3 separate regions of the Mus musculus genome follow, and regions 1 and 2 are each linked to region 3. The links are chromatin contacts, called in public promoter capture Hi-C maps. All regions are on one chromosome and are shown on one strand. The core of a region is the stretch at or near the end of the contact, and the rest is flanking DNA. Distances in the headings are between cores, read along the strand shown.

Region 1 (2,700 bases), core at 190-2,689, 2.2 Mb after region 3:
GCGGCCCCGCCCAAGGCCAGCCGGCCTTATTTCTCATTGTGCCAGCAGGTGCACGTGGATGTGTGTGTGTGTGCATGCACCATGAGGTGTCAGGGGAGAAGGCAGCCTTTGGGCAGTCAGGGTCATGGCTGAGGGGACACGGACACGCCACCCTGTGCGACTTGAGGGCCTGCTCTCAGGCTGACCAGGGTCTAGCCCATGGCCCCTAAGGTCCATCCTGGTCTCCTCCTCCAACCTGGTACGTACCCTTACGTTTTATTTCACCGAGCAGAGGGCAGGCTGTGCCGAGTCACAGTACTGCATCTGATCACAGGCCATCGTGACCTAGGCTCCACCCTGCTCATGATGCTTCTGATGGACAGCTCATGGAGGGCCAGGGTGCATGGCATGGAGGGTCAGTATGCCTCAGGAGTAAGCCCTGCTAGGATCTTAGATTTTTTTGATTGGCATTGCTGCCTTTCAAACTTGCCCTAGGGTCAAGGGTACATGCTACTGAGAATGGCCCAACAGAAAAGAAACAGGCTATAAATATACCCATTATATATAACTTTTTTGAGACTGAGTCTTACGGTATAGCTCTGTACAGCCTGTAACTAACTATAGAGACTCAGTTGGTCTTGAACTCTCAAGAGATCCATCTGTTTCTGTCTCCCATGTTGGTGTTAAAGGTATGTACCACCAGGTTCAGTTTTGATAGGATTTTACAGTTCTCCTAGGAGGCAGGGTGGATCCACAGGTTTGGGACTGATCCGAAAAAGCAGCAGCAGAGAAGGGGTTGTCAGGCAGGTGCTATCGGCATCAGTGTCAGCATGTGTCAACAAGCCTGGGGGCGGTTAGAGGGAGTGTTCAGGGCTGTCACTGACGGCCACCTAGTTGGCTGTTAGTCAATGAAATCACTCATTCTGGGAACCTGGAGGCCAGCTGACAACAGCTTCTTGTAGTGTGTCCGCTCTACTCTTCTGACTACACTGACCTGCCCTTGAATAGAAATACAAACACTCATATGTGGGCAAAAGCATTCTTGCCTGACTTGCACCTAAAAACTGCATTGGCTGAGAGACTGCTAAATTGTATTAATGGCTGTTCTGTTGCCAACAAAGGCTTTATGTAGTGTTTTCCAAGCAAAGAGGAGGCACCCTGTGTGTGGCAGGCTCTTCCCCACAAAAGAGAAGCCACAATAGTCAATGCTGTGTGGGAGGTATAAGGACGTGAAGCTGAAAACTGTCCAGGTATCTTATGGCTACTGTGAAACCTCAGGATATCACATTTATGAACGAAGGGCTTTGTCTTGCAAGCGGGTGTTCCTGGAAATATATAGTGGGACTCTCAGAACTAGAACATATGAGCAAATTTCTTATCATTAAAAGGCTGATTAATTAGGTCATTGTTAGCTGGCACACAGGCCCCAGCTATGCAGCCCAGCTACTGTGGCAATACTTGTCGTGTCCACTAGATGGCAGCAGACTGCATGTGCTCACATCCACTTTCCTTACAGCATTTCTTTAACTCATGAAAATCAAGATTAAATCAAACTTTTAATTTAAATTACATCCATGGAGAAAGTATTTTTGAGACATGATAATCCGTCCCGTTCAGAACCTTGGGTGACAGGATGTCACAGGCAGACGTTTGGTGCCTGTGCCTACATTGCTGGCGGTGTCACTACTGCAGTAAAACAAAGGAAAGCGTTTTTTGTTACACTATTTTCTAACAGAGTCTCTCAGAAAGGCAAGCTGAGTGCACTGCAGCTGAGCAGCGACTTCCTCCCTGAGCATCTTCAGCCTGTGGCTGGGCACCACCAGTGCTGCAAGCCTAAGAAGGCAACCAAGGCTCAGAGACTTCAGGAGACTGGAGGCTCCCGGTGCCTTCTCAGGCTGCTACAGGCCACAGCAGTGAGGAGAGGCAGGCCTCACAGGGGGCGGTGGGACAGAAGGAAGCAGGCCCCTCCTTGGCTGAGGGCTGCAGCCCATGGGGAGGTGGGGGAGGCTCTGCAATGATGTCACCAGGGAGGTGGATGTGGGAAGATACCAGGAACAAAGTGGCCCTGTGGCAACAGACCATGTGCAAATATCTCACACAGAACTTCTAAAAGCTGTAATGTGTTCAAGAGTCGGAAAGAGCTGTGAGGACAGCTGGAGAGGTTTTAGGAAACCCATTCTTCTGTGTCAAGGTCACCTACTACAAGAGCCTGTCTACACCCAATGTCACACGTCACCTGTCTGCAGAGGTGCAGAGGAAACACACTGTCCTATGGCTGGGCTGTGGTCACAGACTTTCCTGCCAGGTCCAAGGAGCTGGCCACGTGGAGGGCTGCCAGTCGCTCTAAAGCGAGGAGCACGCTCTTCCCCTTGGTAACCTGCCCGCTGGCGGCCGCTCAGTCAGAGCAGGACGACCTTGGCTGAGGATGAGCTGATGAGCCGTCTCACCACAGCTCGGAAGGTGTTAACAGCGCTGCTCTGGGCGTCTGCTGCTGACAGATTCCGTGGCGGCTTCAGTGCCTGCCTGCAGCTGGCAGCAAGGCCGCCAGCTCTGTGGCAGGCCACCCGTGCCCAGGGCGGGAGGCAAGCCAGGCATGGGATGTATTTGAAATGAGAGAGAAGCTGAAAACCCGCTGGCAGGGCCCACGTGGAGAATGGACTGGAAATTCAGTGACTGACAGCCCGGCAGAGCTCCCCGAGTCACACTGGCTCCTCAGGTGCA
Region 2 (2,700 bases), core at 193-2,692, 2.1 Mb after region 3:
TGTCTTATTTGTATTAAGTATTAATTAGGGAGGGATGTCTTCTTTGGTTTCTCAATTTTTTTGTGGAGGGAGGGGTGTTTTGTTTAGTTGTTTAGTCTGGGTTTTTGTTGTTGAAGTATCTTCACTATGCCGCCTATTCTGGCATGGAAGTCCCTGCCTCAGCCTTCCAAGTGTTAGGATTAAAGGCGTGTACTTCCAAGTCCAGCCCCCATTTGTTAAAATAGCTTTGGGGGGATCTTTTATAAAACACCACATTAAAACCAGAAAGAAAGAGAGAGAGAGAGAGAGAGAGAGAGAGAGAGAGAGAGAGAGAGAGAGAGAGAGAAAGAAAGAAAGAAAGAAAGAAAGAAAGAAAGAAAGAAAGAAAGAAAGAAAGAAAGAAAGAAAGAAAGAAAGAAAGAAAGAAAGAAAGAAAGAAAGAAAAGAAAGTAGAGGGGGAGGGAGGGGAGGGAAGGGAAAGGAAAGAAAAAGAAAAGAAGGAGAGGAGGGGAGGGGAGGGGAGGGGAGGGGAGGAGAGGAGAGGAGAGGAGAGGAGAGGAGAGGAGAGGAGAGGACCAATCTTAAAGCACATGTAGAAACAAAAACAGCTTCTAGATGGAGGAAAACAGGTTATGGGTGGAAGAAACAGGTACCAGACTCATGACATCTCACTTTCTTTGTCTGTTTTCCTCCTGGAGATACTGTGGCATGCATCAATTATTCACAATTTGCCACTGTTAGGAAATGTGGACTGGCTTCATTATTTGGGAGTCATCCCACTGTTGTAGACAGAGGAGCTAAAGCTCAAAATGATACAACTACCCACTATCTACGCGCAATGCTGCTCCGAATCTAAAACCATGTGTTGTTTTGTTTTTGAGTCAGGGTCTCACCAAATACCTCTGATTGCCCTGGAACTCACCATGTAAATCAATCTGTCCTTGAACTCACAAAGTTCCAACATCTGCCTCTGCCTCCTGAGTGCTGAATCTTTTCATTACATAGTTTTTGGCTTTTTTTTTTCCTGAGCAAAAAAGCAAATAACAGCCGGGCAGTGGTGGCACACATCTTTAATCCCAGCACGCAGGAGGCAGAGACAAGCAGATCTCTGTGAGCTCAAGGCCAGCCTACCTGGTCTACAGAGTGAGTTCCAGATAGCCAGGACTACACAGAGAGACTCTGTCTTGGCTTGGGGAGCAAATCACACATGTGCCAGACAAGGGATGAATTTTCCAAAGGCTTGCTTGACACTTAAACCATTTACCCAGATGAGGAATCACTGTGTACACACTTGTCTCTCCAGCCCGGTTGGAAAGACTGACGGCCACTGTTCCCCAGACAGGATGACAGATAGCAGAGCTGACAGCCTGCTTTTTAACTCAGGGTTTAACGGCCACCAGCCAGACTTCAAGCTGAGGTACACAAACCCTCATTGTGCGGCTTAACAGTAGGGTAAGTGCCAGCACACCATCACTCTCTTACACAGAGAGGCCAGTTTTATAGGACTTTCAGGTCTGTGTCTCCCTGACCCTTGATCCTGTAAACATGGAAAATGGTGGTTAAAGTACAAAGTACACATAGGGCAAATCACTTCACTATGACACCTAGAGAGGAGCTGACACAACACACCAGTGCTACCTAGCATGGTTGTCCAGGCGTTGTAGTCTAAGGAGCCTGGAGCTCACAGAGCCACCCAACACCAGTTAATACAAAGAAAACAACCCTGAGCAGGTTTTATGGATGCTCTAGAGTTGGACTTTGTTACATTTAAGGAATGAAACTTTAACAGAGGAGAAAGCAGAGCCTGAGGTTTTCAGGTGAATTCCCATAGCCACTATCCTGGTAACTGTGGACCCAACATATGGCTCTAGGCTCAGCCACCCACGATAGCTTTGATTATGTAACTGACCTTCACATTCCCACGAATGTCCCATGTTCTCGATGAAGCAATAAACTGCCCAAGTGAACCAAAGGGTAAGTGGAATAAATTAGGCATACTCAACCAAAAGTCATTATCAACATTCACATAGCAACCATGACAATTTAATCCTACTTTACACAGAGCTGATGCAGGGCTGAGGGTGAGAGGGACACTGTCTGGGGCTTCCACACACACCCAGGGGAGGTAACATGCCCCCTCATAGCACATGGCTGAAATGAAAACATGACATTGTTACCACTGCCTAGAAAAATGTACCTCCCCAGGGAGAGCTCTTTGGAAGTGTTGCCTAAGGCTGTGTTCACAGTAGAGCATATGCCCATCTGAAATGCTATGAGGGCATTTCTTTACCTCTGACTTTGTTTTCTAACCCCAAGAACTGGGCCAGGATTTCTGACCGGTAAGGAACTTGCATTCCTAAGAGGCACCTGATAGATCTGAGGGTCCAGGGAGCACCCTGTCTTCTGCATGCGAAACACAAAGCTACAGTTTGTTGATACAAACCTTTCTGTCAATATCTTCATAAAGCCTTTCCACTTCCTTTTCCTATTATTAAAAAAAATATATATGGTCATCAAGTATCTGCAAGAAAGGTGCCATGAATAAACTCTTAGCCTCCCCCGTCTTTTCTCCCCTCCTCGGCTAGTTCAGATTCTTCCTTAACAAAAATCCAAGCTTTTGTGCTAAGTCCCACTCCCACTCCAGGCTGCTCTCAGCTTGCCCTGTTCTCCTGATTCCTCCTCCCTTTTCCCTCAGTATATACTTTTCCCTTTCTAAACACT
Region 3 (2,700 bases), core at 188-2,687:
ACATCTGCTGTGCTTCAGTTAAAGGGTAGCCAGAAAGATAAGGTAGTCTCTAGGTGAGCAGGTGTTCTGGAAAGAGTAGAAGGGCGGAAGGGAGGGAAGGAGGAAGGGGAGGTTCAGAGGAGAAGATGCTGTATTTGAACTTCACTGCTTAATGCATACCTGAGACTGGTTGATAGAGTACGACAGCAAGTCTTGGGAAGAAAATCCCATAACACACCTGTCGAAAATATTTTAAGGCTCCCATGGGGCTGGAGAGGTGGCTCAGTGTGTAATACACAGGCTGGACAGCTCTGAGAATGTGTGTTTAGATCCCCAACACCCAAGTGAACCTGAAACATGGTAGTGGGAGTTTGTACTGCTGGCCCTCCTCCTTCCAGATGGGAGGAAAGACAGGACAATCTGCAAGGATTGAATGCTAATCAATATTGTACATTAGCAGCGAACCAAAGGTAAATCCTGTCTCAAACAGGATTTGACAAGGCTAAGACTGAACTAACACCTGAAATTGTCCTATGATGCTCATAGACTTGCTGTACCCAGCAGCAGACTGAGACACATACACATGAATACACAAACTCTCTCACACACACACACACACACACACACACACACACACACACACACACACACACACACATCATGTGTACACACAGATTGTTTTTTAAAGAGAGAGAGAAGTTTCCATCAATGAATACAGATGGAACAGGGTGAAACTTCTGCCAGGTTGTTTACATAGAGGACTTGGGTCTCCACACACCCACCCCTTCCTCACTTAGTGTTTCTGGAAATCAGATTTCTCTGGGAGAACTCTGTTCCAAACACAAGGATGAATAGGGGTCACTGACCACACACCTCTGCCAACAAGAGTGAGTTCCATGGTCCTGGCCAGGCCAACTCCCAGCCTGGAGGTCCTTCCTGGCTCCCTGGTGCTCCTTTCTCATTCATGCAAATCTGCCTGTTCCCTGGTGTGGCAAATTTTCATGGAGCCCTTCCCATGCCTATCCTATGCACAACTGTCCTGGACCATCCTGGCTTCTGTCTGGTCCAGGAACTTACCAGCCTGTTTGAGCAGAAGCAGTCCTCGCTTGGCCTCCTCCAGGGGCAGCACGAAGGATGTCTTGGCTGTGTGGAAGCAGAAGCCACATTTGTAGTTGCACTGACGAGTGAAGTGGTAGTTGACACTCACGGGGGTTGTGGGCTGAGTGCTGTTCCCATCTTCCTGGGTCTCCTGGGTGTCCTCCGGCTCACCCCGGACCTGTGGCTGTTCCTTCCCGGGATCTAGCCACCCTAATGCTATTCTCAGCCAGCAGAACAGGATGGCCAGGCCACTCCAGAGGGAACCCAGCTGCTGCTGGAACAGGCTCAGCAGCCGAGCAGCTAGAGCAGTGGGCACCAGCATCCCCATGGTGATAGGCACACACCTGCTGCTGCCTGTAAGGGCTTATAAACTGTGGCCCAGCTAGCCACGCCCCCAAGCATTTGATCACTGTGTCACAAGGAGGAGGGAAACACCTCCCTTGACTCAGTTAAACAGAGTTTCTGTTTTCTGAAAATGAAAGTTGGACCAGAGCCAAGACTGAACCTTAGGACGCGCAGGCCAACTCACTGCCTTTCCTTGGCTTCCGGCTGCCCCTATAACCCCTGTAAACATCTGTCCTGATGACGCTGCAAGAATTCCAGCAGCCACGAGTTTCTGAAACAAGTTTCTTACAGACAGACATATAGCTGCATCCTTGCAGGCTGTTATTTTAACAAACAAACAAAATATTTGCATTAAGCCTCTTACAACGATTATCTATGCACACTCAACAATTTTTAAATATTCTGCTCTTTCCCCGCCCACCCACCCCCAAACAAACAAACAAAACAAAACAAACTCACCAAAACCCTAGAGTTTTGTAACTTGGTATGTTTATAGCTTGGTATGTAGCAAGTCAGTTGTATGTTGACCTTGACAGTGCCTGGCAACATTCTCAAAAGGACTCAAGACTGGTATATTCCAGGCAAACACAACAGAGAAATTTGGCAAAGTAAATTTAGTCATTTTATGTTTTTAAAACCTTTTTATTGAATACAATATAATAATACAATAATACAATATATTCTCATGTTTTCTTCTTTTCCATTCCTTCCAGATGCTCTCCACCTCCCTACCCACCCAACTTTATATTCTTTTTTAAGCTACTTTTTAACATATATTTTATTAGATATTTTCTTTATTTACATTTCAAATGTTATCCCCTTTCCTAGTTTCCCCTCCGAAAATCACCCATCCCCTCCTCCTCCCTCTGCTCCACAACCTACCCACTCCCATTCCTGGCCCTGACATTCCCCTATACTGGGGCATAGCACCATCATAGGACCAAGGGCCTCTCCTCCCATTGATGACTGACTAGGCCATCCTCTGCTACATATACAGCTAGAGCCACAAGTCTCACCATGTGTTTTCTTTTATTGGTGGTTTAGTCCCTGGGAGCTCTGGGGGTACTGGTTGGTTCATATTGATGTTCCTACTATGGGGCTGCAAACCTCTTCAGCTCCTTGGGTACTTTCTCTAGCGCCTTCATTGGGTACCCTGTGCTCCGTCCAATGGATGATTGTGAGCATAGCCATTTTAAAACTTGATTCCTTAATAATTGGTTCTTTTTTTAATGTTATTAAAGGACATATGGAGTAAATATTTCTCAAACTCCTCCATTT

The links. Promoter capture Hi-C pulls out the DNA fragments that hold promoters and counts their contacts.
Region 1: a promoter capture Hi-C map of liver shows a contact between it and region 3, with 2.9 times the contacts expected there. The contact joins the enhancer-like site here to the promoter of Rsad2 in region 3. A contact is called at or near these places in 4 of 39 promoter capture datasets (frontonasal cranial neural crest, hippocampal neurons and liver).
Region 2: a contact with region 3 is called in a promoter capture Hi-C map of liver, with 4 times the contacts expected there. The contact joins the enhancer-like site here to the promoter of Rsad2 in region 3. A contact is called at or near these places in 12 of 39 promoter capture datasets (the 3T3-L1 cell line, 3T3-L1-derived adipocytes, the C10 cell line and 8 more) and 1 of 115 datasets of contacts at active chromatin or transcription factors (stem cell-derived neural progenitor cells).

The regions. Positions count from the first base shown.
Region 1 is chr12:28,698,407-28,701,106 of GRCm38.p6, forward strand. All of the region lies in intron 8 of Trappc12 (trafficking protein particle complex 12), which reads right to left. Among named protein-coding and RNA genes, the nearest start is that of Mir6937, 20 kb to the left of the region's middle. Within about 2 kb of position 1,440, at least 102 of the 459 cell types and tissues checked have an H3K27ac peak or open chromatin away from gene starts, as enhancers often do. A contact at or near this core is called in hippocampal neurons and liver, where this site is marked.
Region 2 is chr12:28,508,544-28,511,243 of GRCm38.p6, forward strand. It overlaps Dcdc2c (doublecortin domain containing 2C), which reads right to left. Exons shown (of 12, transcript NM_001373956.1): 10 at 2,423-2,464. Among named protein-coding and RNA genes, the nearest start is that of Dcdc2c, 43 kb to the right of the region's middle. Within about 2 kb of position 1,443, at least 11 of the 459 cell types and tissues checked have an H3K27ac peak or open chromatin away from gene starts, as enhancers often do. A contact at or near this core is called in liver, where this site is marked.
Region 3 is chr12:26,455,015-26,457,714 of GRCm38.p6, forward strand. It overlaps Rsad2 (radical S-adenosyl methionine domain containing 2), which reads right to left and starts at 1,438. Exons shown (of 6, transcript NM_021384.4): 1 at 1,057-1,438. The coding sequence starts at 1,405.